Linked DNA regions of Sus scrofa: all the other regions are linked to region 2. A link is a contact called in public HiChIP or PLAC-seq data. All regions are on one chromosome and are shown on one strand. Each heading gives the region's core, a stretch centred on a gene start, on an enhancer-like site or on the middle of the called end of the contact. The rest is flanking DNA. Distances are from core to core; before and after follow the strand shown. Region 1 overlaps LOC102164422. Region 2 overlaps TGFB2 (transforming growth factor beta-2). Region 3 overlaps LOC102164422.

Region 1 (4,826 bases), core at 934-3,433, 370 kb after region 2:
TGCCAAACAAATATCTGAGATAACAAATGTATGATCTCAGCCAATTTACTGACTATCGATGAAGTGCTAGGCATTTTTGTTAAATGCAGCATAGAGAATAATAAAACCTATTTCTTTATTTTTATTTTTACTCTTTTGCTATTTTAGGGCCACACGCACTGCACACGGAGGTTCCCAGCTAGGGGTCAAATCGGAGCTATCGCGGCCAGCCTACATCACAGCCACAGCAACGCCAGATCTGAGCTGCGTCTGCGACATATACACCACCGACCCTTAACCCACTGAGCAAGACCAGGGATCAAACCCGTATCCTCGTGGATCCTAGTTGGGTTTGTTAAGCGCTGAGCCACAAAGGGAACTCCTATAAAACCTAATTCTTATTGTGGACAAGTGAGGGATGGAAGATACTCTGTAGAAATTCATGCTGCAGAAGGAAACATGGAAGAGAGCATGGATGGGAGAAGCCGACAAATCTGGGTGCAACAACCTGCTCCCTCGTTGAGCCCCGAGGAAGCTGACTCATCTCTGGGGCTCCGATTCTCTCAGCTCGGGGAGCATGGACCTCTCTTTGGAGATATCAACGTAAAGGTATGTAAAAGATAAGCACTTTTGCAAGGCCCGACAGGTAGTGCCATTCAATGAATGTAACCATTCCATAAAGATAGAGCAGATAATCTTGATGGGAACAGATTGAGGCAGAATTTTTACACAGTTTGAGCTAAGTCTTTAGGTAAAAGGCCATGTTAGCATCATCTGCCCTGTATTTAGTAGTATTTTGTTTGGTTTATATTTTTATTTCAATATTAGTTTTAAATAATTCAAGATGGTTAATTTTTTTTTCTTTCTTTTTACGGATGCACCTGCAGCATATGGAAGTTCCCAGGCCCGGGGTCAGATTGGAGCTATAGCTGCTGGCCTGCACCACAGCCACAGCAATGCCAGATCCAAGCTGCATCTGTGACCTACACTGCAGCTCATGGCAACGCGGGATCCTTAACCCACTGAGCAAGGCCAGGGATGGAACCTACCTCCTCACAGAGACAAAGTCAGGTCCTTAGCCTGATGAGGCACAGGGGGAATGCTCCTAAATAATTCAAGTTAAGTAAAAGGTCAAAAGGAAGTTTGTTAAAATTCCAAAAGTTCAGATCAAAAATTCAAGGGTGACTTAAAGAAGAAAGAAAGAAATCTGAGATGTATACCGAGTCGATTTAGACACATGTAGCCTGGAAGTGCATTTAGGAGGCCGTGGCTCCTCCTGGGGGGAGCTTCTTCCTCAGCTCACTGGGAAGCACACGATTGCCTGGCTCCCTCTGGCTGTGTGGCGAGCAGCCAGGTCAGGGCACAGCTCTGCTCTCCGGGGCAGAGACAGCAGGGCAGGAGCTACAGGAGTGCTCTGATTGATTTCTCTGTTTTCTTTCTTTTTTTTTTCCTTAAAGGGAGGGGGGGGAAAAGTGTTCTAAGAGAGACACAAGGCTCAACAAGTTGAATTTGGGATTTATTCCCGGTATTACTTGGATTTTCAAGAATTTTTGGAAATCTTGCCTTTCGGCCACAGCCTTTCGGTAATATGGGTTATTTGCCAAATTCATTTCAAGCTCTTGAATTTACAGTTAAAAGAGAAATAAAAAAGTCTTTCATTTGTTCCTAAGCTGTTTATTTTGCTTGTAAAACCAATCATAAGGTCTCCCCAATAAAAAAAGAAATGCATGAAAGTTCTAACTCCAGGGGACTGAACTGTTGAAGGCTGAAATTCCCCTAGGCAAAGCCAGAAGTCATTTTAATGAGACAGTTTTCTCTTTGAATTCGGGAGGGCATGGAACAACACCCTCGCCGAGAAAATTCCCTTTATCCTGCTTTAGAATTCCCCCCTCTAAGAAAGATGGGGTTGGAATGGCTGGCCTTTTAAGGCGTGAGCAGTGGAAAACTGGTAGCAATCGTCTATTACTTTCTAGCACTGGGAAACGGCTTGGAGCCTAGCTTGGTGTGATGCTCCGTGGTGTGGTCTGGCCAGCGTGGTGGCGTGGTACCCATTGGGACCGTGGGTGTGCTCTGGGCCCGCCCCCCCTACCCCTGCCCGGTTCCACGATCGCCACCTCTCCACACGGCTCACACATACACCCTACACGGCAGACTGTGCTGATAGCCAGGCTGGCCATCTGCTGAGTTTGGAACCACAGATACTAAAAATATTACGAAATGGGTTTTCTCCCCTCCCCACCCCCCCGCCCCAAACGCCCGGAGCAAGGCTGATCTGTATCCTGAGAAGCAAAATCCTAACGGAAATGAGGAAAAACACCAAAGCCAAACCTAAAAACTGCACCATCCGATTCGTTTCAGATCTCCTAAGACCAGCCCTGGCCATGTGGGATCCTGTTTTGCAGAAAATTTGGACACAAATCAAGGGTTTTGTTTCTTTGGGTTTAAAAACTTTTCATCACTTTTTCCTTCTAGCATGAAAATACAACACTAACTACTTTACCAGGAGGAGCAAAAGTGTTTGAAAAATAATTTCGCCCCTGCCAGCGTCTGCTATTGAGATCAGTGTCCATTCCAATTTGTTCCTGACTCTCCAAAGATATATTTTTTTCTCATTGGGAATTTTCTCCTTATGGGAATACGAAGGCAGAGAATCTGTGACACAAACAAACAAGCAAATAAGTGACCTTGGCATGCAGAAGCTCTGCTCCTGAGCGCTGCCCTCCCTCTGGACTTGCCAGTATCCTCTGCTCCAAGAGGCAGTGCACCAGTGGGAGAGCCCGTGGAAAGTCTGGAAGCTCGAGGTTGGCTCTATGCTCCCCCCACACCTAGCCCATCCTTCTGGCTTTATCATGACATAACACACAGTAAGTACCTTCTTTTCATCTTCCACACACACCTGAAGTCTTCTTCCCTTAATTCCTCTTGTGGGGCGGGGTCTCTGATCCCTCTGTTCCAAGCTCCCTCTCTTTACCTCTTTTTCCTACTCCCCCTTCACTCACCTCACCTCCCCTTTTACTGAAAAGTGAGGCATCAACTCGCAAAAAACCAAAAACAAGAAAACAAATAAGTTTTTTTAAAAACGGGCATAATGGGCAGGCCTCATCCATCATTAAAGACCTTAAGCACAGAAGCGGAGGGTTTCCAGAGCGGGAGGCTTACGTCCCATGACTGCGGCATCGCTCATCACTGGAGTTTCCAGCCTGCGGGTCTGCCGAATGGATGCTGGACTCAAGACTGAGACAGCAGCTATTACCTGAACTTCCAGCCTGTCAGACAGCCCACGTGTACCAGACCTCACAGTCATGGGAGCCAAGTCCTTAAATCTCTCTATTTCTATAACCATCTCTCTCTCTCTCTTATTGGCTCTGCTTCCCTGGAGAACTCAGGCATACACACACACACACACACACACACACACACACGCATGCCGTTTCCTTATTTCTTGAAGTACAGCAGGGTCAGCAAACTCTGGCCCATCTGCCACATCACCTGTATTTGTAAATACGGTTTGACTGGAACATAGCCATGCGCATTCATTTATGTATTGTTCGTGGCTGCTTTTGTCCTACAATTGAGCAGCATTAAGTGGTTTCAACAGGTAATAGTGACCCACAAAGCTGTAATATTTACTCTCTGGACCTTTACAGAAAACATTTACTGACGCCCAGATGTTCCCATTGTGGCTCAGCAGGAATGAACCTGACTAGTATCCATGAGGATGTGGGTTCGATTCCTGGCCTCGCTCAGTGGGTTAAGGATCCGGCATTGCTGTGAGCTGTGGTGTAGGTTGCAGATGTGGCTCAGATGCCCTGTTGCTGTGGCTCTGGTGTAGGCCAGCAGCTGCAGCTCTGATTTGACCCCTAGCCTGGGAACTTCCATAGGTCACAGGTGCGGCCCTAAAAACACAAAAAACAACAACGAAAAGACTTTACTGACACCCAGATGAAAGTAAAAGCTGCAGGACATCAGGAGGTATGCCATCTTTTTGTGGGGAAAATTTTGTAGGCCTTGAGGGTTGCTAAGATACTGCTAGAGCGACTAAGAAAGTTATGGGGTTTTTCTCCTGGAGAGAATAAGAATGAAAATGTTGATTTCTTTTCAATATCAATCAGGATGTTTACCTGTTTGTGGACAAGTTGGCTAAACAAAATATCCTGTCGAATGGATGGTCCTGGTATTTTTCTTGTCATGGATCTCCCTCAGGAACCTAAAACAACATCCCATGCTACTAGAAACGTACTTGCTACCCGACCTTGCGTTGTTTTCCTTCTAGGAAATAATCCTAAGGCAACAAGCCTAAAATAAATCTTTGTATTTCCAATTAATAGGGCAGGCTGAGCTGATGGAAGGATCCTCTCTTCTGAGTAAACTCACACAAAAATGTTGGATAAAAGATGGCAAAATTACATATCTCTTTCAGTTTGAAAGCCAGAAAGAAAAATCACCCAAATGTAGAGACAAAATCCTTCAAAGCAGAGCACTGAGTAGGAGTTAAACTGAACGAGTCTCAGGGATGGCAAACCCCGTGTTGAGTTTTAAAGCCCACATGCAGGAAAACACAGCGTTGGGTCTGTGAAATGTAGGCTCTTTGAAGGACTAGCACTGGGGCTCCAGAAGGCCAAGAGGCTGAAGAAGCCGCAACACCTCCACAGAAAGACTCTGGGGAGTATCTGTGATGCCATCACCTGCCTGCTTTGGGTTGGAAAAGAATTACCCCAGAGACATCAGAATTTTAACCTCAGAGTGTGCACATGTCTCAAATTCTTCCAACCAAGTAGGGATGGAAATGGCCCGACCTGAGAAGTTAATATAAACATTCTTTTGTAACAGAGGAAATCTGGAGGTTC
Region 2 (4,508 bases), core at 144-2,643:
GCCTCGGAATGACTAGAAGCCACCAGGGGAATAAAAAGAGTGAAACGCTGGGCGTTCCCATCATAGCTCAGTGGTTAGTGAACCCAACTGGCATCCATAAGGATGTGGGTTCAATCCCTGGCCTCGCTCAGTGGGTTAAGGATCCGGCATTGCCGTGAGCTGTGGTGTAGGTCGCAGACACGGCTCGGATCTGGTGTGGCTGTGGCTGTGGCGTAGGCCAGTAGCTACAGCTCTGATTCTACCCCTGGCCTGGGAACCTCCATGTGCTGTGGGTGTGGCCCTAAAAAAGACAAACAGACCAAAAAAAAGAAAAAAAAAAAAAACCCAACAACAAAGAGTGGAGCATCTAATCTGTGCTTTTAAAGCTCCCTTTTGTGAGAGGGATTATAGTTAGGTTTCCAGCTCTACATTTCTGTTGTATTTCACTGTCTAAAGCAAGGAGTTAATTGTGTGATTTGTTTTTTGTTTTTTTTCCTCACCAGCCTTTTGGAAAAGACGAGGGCAGGGGATGAGAGAAGGAGAGCCCTTGTTGACTAGCCCCCACGGCCCTGGTGCTTAAGCCTCGTCATCCTAAACTTCCCCCCTGGGCGCCGGGGCAGGGCCAGGAGCAGCACCCCGCTTCTCAGGAGACGGTGGGCTGGGAGCGCTAACGGCCTTGGCCTTGGCCTTGGCCCTCGAGCCCTGAGAGGGGCCAGTGCCCAAGTCTGACTTCAGGCCTGGTCCCCACACCCTCCACCATGGGGACCCCAACCTTTTTTCTTTTTTCTTTTGGTTGGTCTTCTTTTTGCTTTCCCTTCGGATTCCCGCCCCACGCATTTTCGCATCCTCTTGGATAATCTTCCTACACGGCGGATCAATTTCCCTTTCCTCTTTCATCCTCGCAAGCCGGTGGGCGGGGAGGGCGGCCTCCCCCAGCTCTGGGCCCCCCGACACGCCTTCCCACTTGGGGTTACTGCCGGTCGTTGAATGGCTGTGCGTTTCCCTCTTTCTTTGGTGAGAAAACACTGGGAACCCACCCTGCTCCTCCCGAGCCTGGGAAAACCAGGAGGGCCCGGGAGGGTGAGGAAGAGGAGCCAGTGCACGGCTTCCCGGACGGTGGGAGGCTCTCGCGCCCCACCCAGCTTCCCGCCTGGGAGAAAACCCCGCCGACCCTTCCAGACCTTCCAGGCAAGACTGCTGAGCAGTGGGGCTCTGCAATTTTTTTCTTTTCTTTCTTTCTTTTTTTTTTTTTTTTTGGTCTCTGTTCTTAGAAATAGTAATTGAGTAAAAATGTAAGTGAGCGGGTGCCAGGGGCAGACATCCAGGGTCAGGGTGAAATTTCTCCATGCTGAGTGTGATTCTGAACACTCGTTAAGTGGAGGCCGGCCTGTGCCAAGCAGCTCCAGGGCCGTCCCTGTCACCTTGCGTGAACCGCCTCTCCACTCCAGGGAGATGTCAGGAGCGGCCGCAGCGAGTGCGCGGGGCCCGTGGCGCCTCTGGCTTTCCTCGCTCCGTCTCCACCCTGGCTGGAGTGATCACGGCGTGTCCTGACACTGATGCTGGGACTGGCAGCGCCAACGCTAGATGTAAAGTCCCCGGAGGAAGAAAGGGTCCCTGCTCCTCGCAGCCCACGTGGCTGCAGCGTCATTTCTCTTCCTTTCCGTTCGCTGTCCCCCCAGATGGAGGTTAGGGGCAGGTTGGGTGTGAGAGTCCAGATGTCATCTAAGCTGTAAGAATCCAGAAGGGCAGCGGGAAAGAAGTCTCTGAAGGAAATGGGTTGAAAGTCACGAAGGTGACCTCAGCTTCGTTTGTTTGTTTTGTGAGTATTTACTGAGTGTGATGCTTTCAATGAGCTTGATTAAAATGTAAAGATTGGGAGTTCCCGTTCTGGCTCAGAGGGTTAAGAACACAACTAGTGTCCGGGAGGATACAGGTTCCATCTCTGGCCTCCATCTGTGGGTTAAGGATCCAGTGTTACTGGAAGCTGCAGCGTAGATTGCTGATGTGGCTCAGATCAGGTGTTGCCATGGCTGTGGTGTAGGCTGCAGCTGCAGCTCCAATTTGACCCCAGCCCAGAAACCTCCATATGCCACAGGTGCGGCCCTAAAAACAAAACAGATTTAACCATGGGCTTCTCAAAGGATGGCCTGCATGTGTATGTCCCAAAGGGTCACAGAAAGCAGATTTCCAGCCTTTCTCACACCTGCAGAGGCAGAATCACTGGGGTGGGGGTGGGTGAGGGGCACCAAAGAGTCTGAGCCTTTAAGAGGCAGCGCAGGTGAGTCTGACCTCACTAGGCTGAGGCTCGGATGTCCCCTTCTGCCCATCTGTTTACTCAAAGTCCTTCAGCAGGAAGGATTTGGATCCAGCAGGGCCATCGTCTGATCCCGTGGTCCCTCCAGGGTGAGACCCTGAATCCACAGCATGGCTGAGTTCTCACCCTGCGTTTGCTGTGTCCCCAGATGCTTACACATCTTCCGGTAGATCAGATGTCTGCCCTGCATATGCCCTGCTCACCATCCGCCACGTGAGCGTGCGAGCAGGTGAATGCTCCCACGGGGGCGGGGTGTGGCTGCTGGTCTGCAGGTTGCACGTGGGGGTGAGAACACGCAGCTGTGGCTCCGAAGGGGTGTTTCAAAATGAATGTATGATGTGTGAGCGCCATGTAACTGACCATGTCTGTGTCGGTGTATAACACGGAATTCACCGAGGTGGTGATTGGTCGAAGCACTGCTGACCTCTTCATGGCCTGAACCCTGTTCTGAGACATTCCATGGGGTTAGGGTCTGGCCAACAGGGGGATGTAAATGCTACAGTCTCAGCCAGACGCAGCTCCAAGGCACTGCAGCGTGCTCTTTCCAGATAGTGTTTTTCTCCAGCGAAGGTACGAGAGAGCAGGTGAAAATCTGACCCAGATATTAGAAAGAAAACTTAATAATTAATCACTTGGTATTTTCTCTGTGCCACGCTGGACTTCCTGATATGTGGAGGTTTTTTGGAACCATCGGTGTTTTGAGTCCAACCTCTGGAGGGGTTTTGACCATCGAACTGCAGAAACAACCTGTTCTCCTACATGGTCTGTATCACTAAATACAACAAAACAAAACAACCCAATTTTTTAGAATAAACTTGCCCGGAGATTGCCCTGTGCCCAAAGTGGTTCCCAGTTATTTCTGCCAGTTTGAGAACCAGCTTGTTGGCAGGGTGGCGAAGGGCAAATGTAACAGTCAACTAACACCAGAGAAAGAGGGGAACCACCTCCAGTGGTTGCTCTGTAACCACCCTAGGATCGTACTCCTCAGGCTTAGTAGCCACTAGAAAACACCGAGTTTAAAAGACTGATGTGACGAGACCTCTTCTCACTTGGCAGATTTAATCGATGGGGGGACGAAAGCATTTACTATTGAAAATGCGGAAAGAATGACTGGTGGTATTCATTCTACCTCCCACCCGCCTCCCACTGAAAGGGCTCTACATTCACCGCAAATGTAGATCCGGCTTTAAGGGAAATGCCAAAAGCACACGGGGATCATGGGAGGACGGCAAAGTGAGGACGAGCCCTGCTGATGATACACTCGCCGACTCCACGGTGCTCGGTGCTCGGGGGCTGCTCTGGAGCAGGCGTCCGTCTAGACCACTCGTGGTGCCATCAGTGAATCAAACAGCAGGAAACTTTGCCCCTAGGGAGCTCCACCTTTTGGAGAAAAAAGCTACACACTGGATGTAAAAAATGCTCACATTTGATCAGTGTTGTAGGGGAGAAAAGAAGGGCGGCATTGGGGGATGGAAACGTGAGTAGCATGTTTTTTTATTCGTGTAGAGCCGATTTACAGTATTGTGCCAATTTCTGCTGGACAGCAAAGCGCCCCAGTCACACACACACACACACACACACACACACACACACACACTCCCCTTCTTGTATCATCTTCCATCGTGGTCTATCCTGAGAGACTGGATCGAGTTCCCAGTGCTGTACAGCAGGACCTCATTGCTTATCCATGACCATGAGTTGCCATTTTAAGTGGGCTGGGTGTGGAAGGGCTGGTTAAGAGGGTGACATTTAAGCAGAGAGTTGAAGGAGGTCAGAGGACAGCCTGGGACCACGTGACGAAGAGCATTTCTGGCAGAGGGAGCATTTCTGGCCCGCGCTGCTCAAGGATTCACAAAAGCATCCTAGGAGCTGAGCTCAGAGGGAGAACGACAGTCAGGTAGCGCCTGGGAGGCCCTCGGAAAGCCTGTGGCTTTTCCTTGAATAAAATGAGGAGATGGGTGGTTTTAACCAGGCCGTGGCATTGAGAATGGAGCACAGGGGACCGAGGCGGGAACAGGAAGTCCCAGGAGTCTGTCTTTGTCATGCGTTGGAAAGGCTCCTGGCGGCTGCATTCCCAGCTGAAACTGCACCAAGAATTTCCAGCAGCCCTGTGCCCTGTACGGGCTCTTTCGCTGGCAGATGGGTTTGCGGGGAGGCTGCAGGTGGGTTCTGCGTGTAGAAGATGTTTGGGCTTTTTCTCGATCGTTTTCAGTGA
Region 3 (4,855 bases), core at 1,896-4,395, 290 kb after region 2:
AAGCTCCCTCAGGCTGTGGGCGGGATTAACTTCCCTGTAGCTGGAGGCCCGGCTCCCCCTGGTCCTGCTGCTATTATCCCTGTCGCACGGCCCCCTTCACAGGCCCTCATCCACCTCCAGACTCTCTGACTTCAGAATGGACCCAGTCTCTTTTCAGACAGAGAAACACAAATACTGCATGATATCACCTATAGGTGGAGTCTTAAAAACTCAACAAACTAGTGGATAGAACCACTGACAAAAGCAGACACACATGAAAAGGGAAGAAACAGGTGGTTACTAGCAGGGGGCGGGGGGGAGGGGCAATAGAAGGGGAAGAGAGTGAGGGGTACAGGCTATGAGGCATGATATACGCTACAAGGACATATTGTAAAACACAGGGGATAGAGCCTATATTTTATAATAACTACCACTGGAATATAACCTTTAAAAATTGTGAATCACTATATTGTATACCTGTACCATATGTAATATTGTACAACTATAGTTCAATTTTTAAAAAAAGAAAAAAAAAGACGGAGTTCCCTTGTGGCTCAGTGGGTTAAGGATCAGATGTTGTCGCTGCTGTAGTTCTGTTACAGCTGTGACACAGGTTTGATCCCTAGCCTTGGAACTTCTGCATACCATGCATGGGGCCAAAAATTTTAATTTTTTAAAAATTTAACTTTTTTTAAAAAAAGGCTCCTTTGATTAAATCTGGCCCATCCTAGTAATCGGCCTTTTGCTTAACACAGCTGATAAGAGACCTTGATTACAGCTGCAAAATCCTGACGACTCACAAGTTCTACCCATGCTTAATGGGAGGGGATTAGGCCCGGGGAAAGAACCCGGGGATCTTAATGGGGGGCACTGTACAAAGGCAAAGACCACTGGGACAGATACACCATGCTCTCCCTCTCTGCTGGGCAAACTACGAGTTATCACCGAGGAACTCGTTCAAAGGCGCCTCTTATGGGGGTTCCCACTGTGGCTCAGAAGGTTAAGAGCCTGACATAGTATATGTGTGGATGCACGTCCACTCCGTAGCCTTGTTTGGTGGATTAAGGATCGGGTGTTGCAGTGTAGGTATAAGATGCAACTCAGATCCCGTGTTGCCGTGGCTGTGGTGTAGACTGGCAGCTGCGGCTCTGATTCAGCCCCTGGCCTGGGAACTTCATCTGCCACACCTGCAGCCCTAAAAAGAAAACAAATAAATAAAAATAAATAAATGCACCTCTTGTGTTAGGAATCCCGACATTATCAGGATGAGGGGCTGGCCCTGGGGGTCCTCTTTCATCCCAATACTATGATATTTATCACATCCGATGATACCCGGCTGTGTATGTATCAGTCTGGATTAAGTAAGAGGCACAAACCTGGGGGTGTGGTGAAATTCTCAGTTTCATATTGTACACTGCGAACCCCATGGTTTTGGATACTGTGTTGTGTGTGTTAAACCCTTTTCTAAACATTGTTTGCATTCCCCGAAAGGGAGGTATGTCAGGCTGTCTGGGAAGAGGTATTTTTCCAGGTGAGGATGGGAGCTTAACGCCAAGTGATGCCTGAACTCTCTTTACCTTGCACACCAGCCTTGCACGGGCAGTAACTGAGGCCCTTCAGGCCAGTGGTACAGACACAAGGACCCAAATGTGTGATGAGAACTGCTATTTGCATTAGAGACGCATTCATATTTGCTCATAAAGGACTAAATCGTAAGTGAGAATACCTCCAGTAAATTGAGATGCTGAAGAAGAGATGAAATTTTTTAAAAAAATGTTAAAGCTAACCGTTATTTTGCATCTGCTGTCCAAATGAATAAAGCTGGTGCTGATTATAAATGGAATGAAATAATTAAGCAAGAGCACCCCTGGCATCCTAGTAGAACTTCAGAAGAGCCATATATTCTACGACCTTCCTGTTCCCCCTAGGAAACCTTCTTTCATAAAAGAAATAGAAGGAATTCACATTTAATGTGTTTGCTTCTTCTCCCTGGGAGCCAGTTTGGGTCTCATCCAGTCTTTCCAGGACGAGTAAATCCAGTTTTTTGGTACCACTTTCCCCTAGGTGCCCACAACAGAGATGAAAACCATGTGAGATTACTGGATGGTACGGAAACAGCGATGTGTATTCAAGGTTTCGAGGAAGCAACAGCTTATGCCTACTTAGCAATGCAAAGTACATCCTGTCAATTTTCTGGAAAGAAGACTGGAATTTGAGTAATCTTATACTATAGGCTGACTTTCAGGATTCCTCATTTTGAAAAGAATGAGAATGGGAAACTATCCAGAACCAGAGCTCTTTGCAATAATGCTGGGGGAAAAAAAAAAGAAGCTGAAACTTACCTTCCCATCTTCTTTCATGCAAGACACCCCCACTCGGCAACTCCTCTGAGTTCAGAGCTTCCCAGATAACAGCCAGAAGAGAGGAAAAACTAGTAACTCCTTTCCTTTAATCATGTTTGCAGAGACTCAGGTTCTAAACGCCGTGCCAATGGAATGCTGGAAATAAAGGCACCCGTTAGGATAATATTTAACAAAGCATTTTGACCTGGCACCAAGCTTCCATTAATGGAATTAAGAAAGGTCTGCCAGTGTTCTGGGGAAGATGATTTCCCACAGTTCCCCTCCAAAATGTTTTCAAATATGCAGAAGGGGAAAAAAAAAAGAGAGAGATGAATCAAGCAGAATACCTCATGGACAATTTTTCTAAGCTGGGATGAATTATGTTAGCTTCTGTTCCCTGATCATTCCCTTCCCCATGAAATGTATGGATATTTCCATTGCCCTAATCAGCAGAGACAGTTTAAAAATTGATCTGGAAAATCGGCAGTTGACCCTGTGATCCTGCACTTTGTCGACACGTTCAATCACATCTGGTCTTGAACTGTAAAATTGTTGGCCTGTTCCCCAGCACACTCCTCTGACAGCTGCATGCATTTTGTCCACAGAATAACTCCTCTCCCAGAGCCTTCGGAAACCAGGACAACACAGCTTTCATTGCTAGATTCCCCTAACCACGAAGAGAATTCTAATAAGTTTCTATGAAAAGGTCCTTTGGCTTAAGATTTTCCAAAGGAAAAAGCATTAGGAAAGAACTCAGGCAATGGTCTACACTTGGGCCTGGGGAAGATCTTGATTTAGCTTCTGACTCTATCTTTGACCCTCAGTTATCCGAAAAGGAGATGCACTCACTCCTGCCCTCTGAAAAAGAAAATATTGTAGGGATTGAATTAAAGTGCTGCTACTTTGAAAACACTTAAAAAACAGTCGTGTTAAGTTACTCTTTAACCCAGCAGCAATATCCTGCCCCTTTTGTTTAGAACAACTTGGTATTTTATAATAAAATATATAGATTCACTATATCAGCAAGAGTTAGTGCTGAGTGTCTGTCTCCCATGTGTCAAACTCATTCCTGAAAATATGCTCCATGTAGAATCTAAAATATGACACAACTAAACCTATCTATGAAACAGAAACAGACTCACAGACATAGAGAACAGACTTGTGGTTGCCAAGGGGGAGAAAGGATGGACTGGGGCTTGGGGTTAGCAGATGCATACTTTTATATATGTGTAACTAAATCACTTTGTTGCACACCAGAAGCTAAGACAACACTGTAAATCGACTATACTTCAACAAAATAAAATTTAAAAAAAGAAGATAAGAAAAGTGCACGGAGGGTTTGATGGCTTGAAAGAGCACACATCAATTCAACTAATATTCTCCTGGCCAGAGCATCGTCCTAAGACAAGAGAGGCTGAGGATCACTAGTAGCCTCTGCTACTCTTTTATATAATACCTGCGATTTCCAAATCTTCCATTTTCCATGACCTGCGACATTCTCGTTCCAACCTTCAACTTGTAAGAACTGAAAATTCCCCCTTTATTAAATATTTTAAAAGATGAAAATAGCGTGTGTATCACCTCTATAAAAGAGAATAAAGATATAATTTAGGAGTTCCCTGGTGACCTATTGGTTAAGGATCGTACAGGGTCACTATTGTGTTGTGGGTTGATCCCTGGCCCAGGAACTTCTACATGCCACAAACGTAACCAAAAAAGAAAAAAAATTATCTCTCTCTCTCTGTATATATATATATATAGAGAGAGAGAGAGAGAGAGAGGGAGAGATACAGATATAGATATAAATGATTGGGTCACTATACTGTACAGCAGAAACTGACACAACACTATAAATCAACTGTACTCAAATTAAAAAAAGACATGTTTTAGCTAAGGAGGAAATCCACCTTTTGATTTTAAACTATTGTTTCAGGCTATACGTAATATACTCAAAGGTTATCTCTTTAAACTGTTTGCATTTATTGAACACATATTGGACGATCTCCTTTGACTCACCTAACTTCACATGAGCTAAAATAGCCCTGCATTTAAGTAACAGACTCGGAGGTCTTTCACCACATGTCCACGGCCACACAGCTGGCTGAGTGGGTGAATCAGACAGGATTAGGACGCGCGGCTCTGCTTGTCAGCCCAGCGCGCATGCTGACAGCACGCTAGCTACCTTGCTAACCTCTTCAAGATGCTCAGCGCGTCCCGGAGTTTCTCAGAGGCTTTTAGAGGCGGAGTTGTGGCAGCACTGGAATAAGCTGGCATATTTAAGTCATCTAAAAGAGGTTATCTTAAACCAACATTCAGGCTTCCTGTACCTTGCGCTAGAAGTTCCATGTGACTTCCTTATGATGGCATCTAAGTCTGTCCTCTGACTTCCCGTGGAGGTGCTTCCCCACCCCCCATGAACCCTGCCTTCGGCCACATCGTGTGACTCACTGTCCCCATGTGGCTGAGCTCTTACATGGTCCACGGCTCTCTTTCCAGAGGGTCCTTTCAACCATTCTACGACTTCAATGACAAGA

Evidence for each region. HiChIP or PLAC-seq counts read pairs in DNA pulled down with a chosen protein or histone mark.
Region 1: a contact with region 2 is called in an H3K27ac HiChIP or PLAC-seq map of skeletal muscle, with 4 times the contacts expected there. The contact joins two enhancer-like sites. A contact is called at or near these places in 2 of 47 Hi-C or Micro-C datasets (heart right ventricle and skeletal muscle) and 1 of 2 datasets of contacts at active chromatin or transcription factors (skeletal muscle).
Region 3: an H3K27ac HiChIP or PLAC-seq map of skeletal muscle shows a contact between it and region 2, with 2.9 times the contacts expected there. The contact joins two enhancer-like sites. A contact is called at or near these places in 1 of 47 Hi-C or Micro-C datasets (subcutaneous adipose tissue) and 1 of 2 datasets of contacts at active chromatin or transcription factors (skeletal muscle).

Annotation. Positions count from the first base shown.
Region 1 is chr10:8,688,813-8,693,638 of Sscrofa11.1, forward strand. The region is part of intron 5 of LOC102164422; the gene reads right to left. Among named protein-coding and RNA genes, the nearest start is that of LYPLAL1, 260 kb to the right of the region's middle. Within about 2 kb of position 2,184, at least 14 of the 83 cell types and tissues checked have an H3K27ac peak or open chromatin away from gene starts, as enhancers often do. A contact at or near this core is called in skeletal muscle, where this site is marked.
Region 2 is chr10:8,323,543-8,328,050 of Sscrofa11.1, forward strand. The region is part of intron 1 of TGFB2 (transforming growth factor beta-2); the gene reads left to right. Among named protein-coding and RNA genes, the nearest start is that of TGFB2, 20 kb to the left of the region's middle. Within about 2 kb of position 1,394, at least 5 of the 83 cell types and tissues checked have an H3K27ac peak or open chromatin away from gene starts, as enhancers often do. A contact at or near this core is called in skeletal muscle, where this site is marked.
Region 3 is chr10:8,609,741-8,614,595 of Sscrofa11.1, forward strand. It overlaps LOC102164422, which reads right to left. Exons shown (of 11, transcript XR_002336182.1): 7 at 2,322-2,477. Among named protein-coding and RNA genes, the nearest start is that of TGFB2, 310 kb to the left of the region's middle. Within about 2 kb of position 3,146, at least 9 of the 83 cell types and tissues checked have an H3K27ac peak or open chromatin away from gene starts, as enhancers often do. A contact at or near this core is called in skeletal muscle, where this site is marked.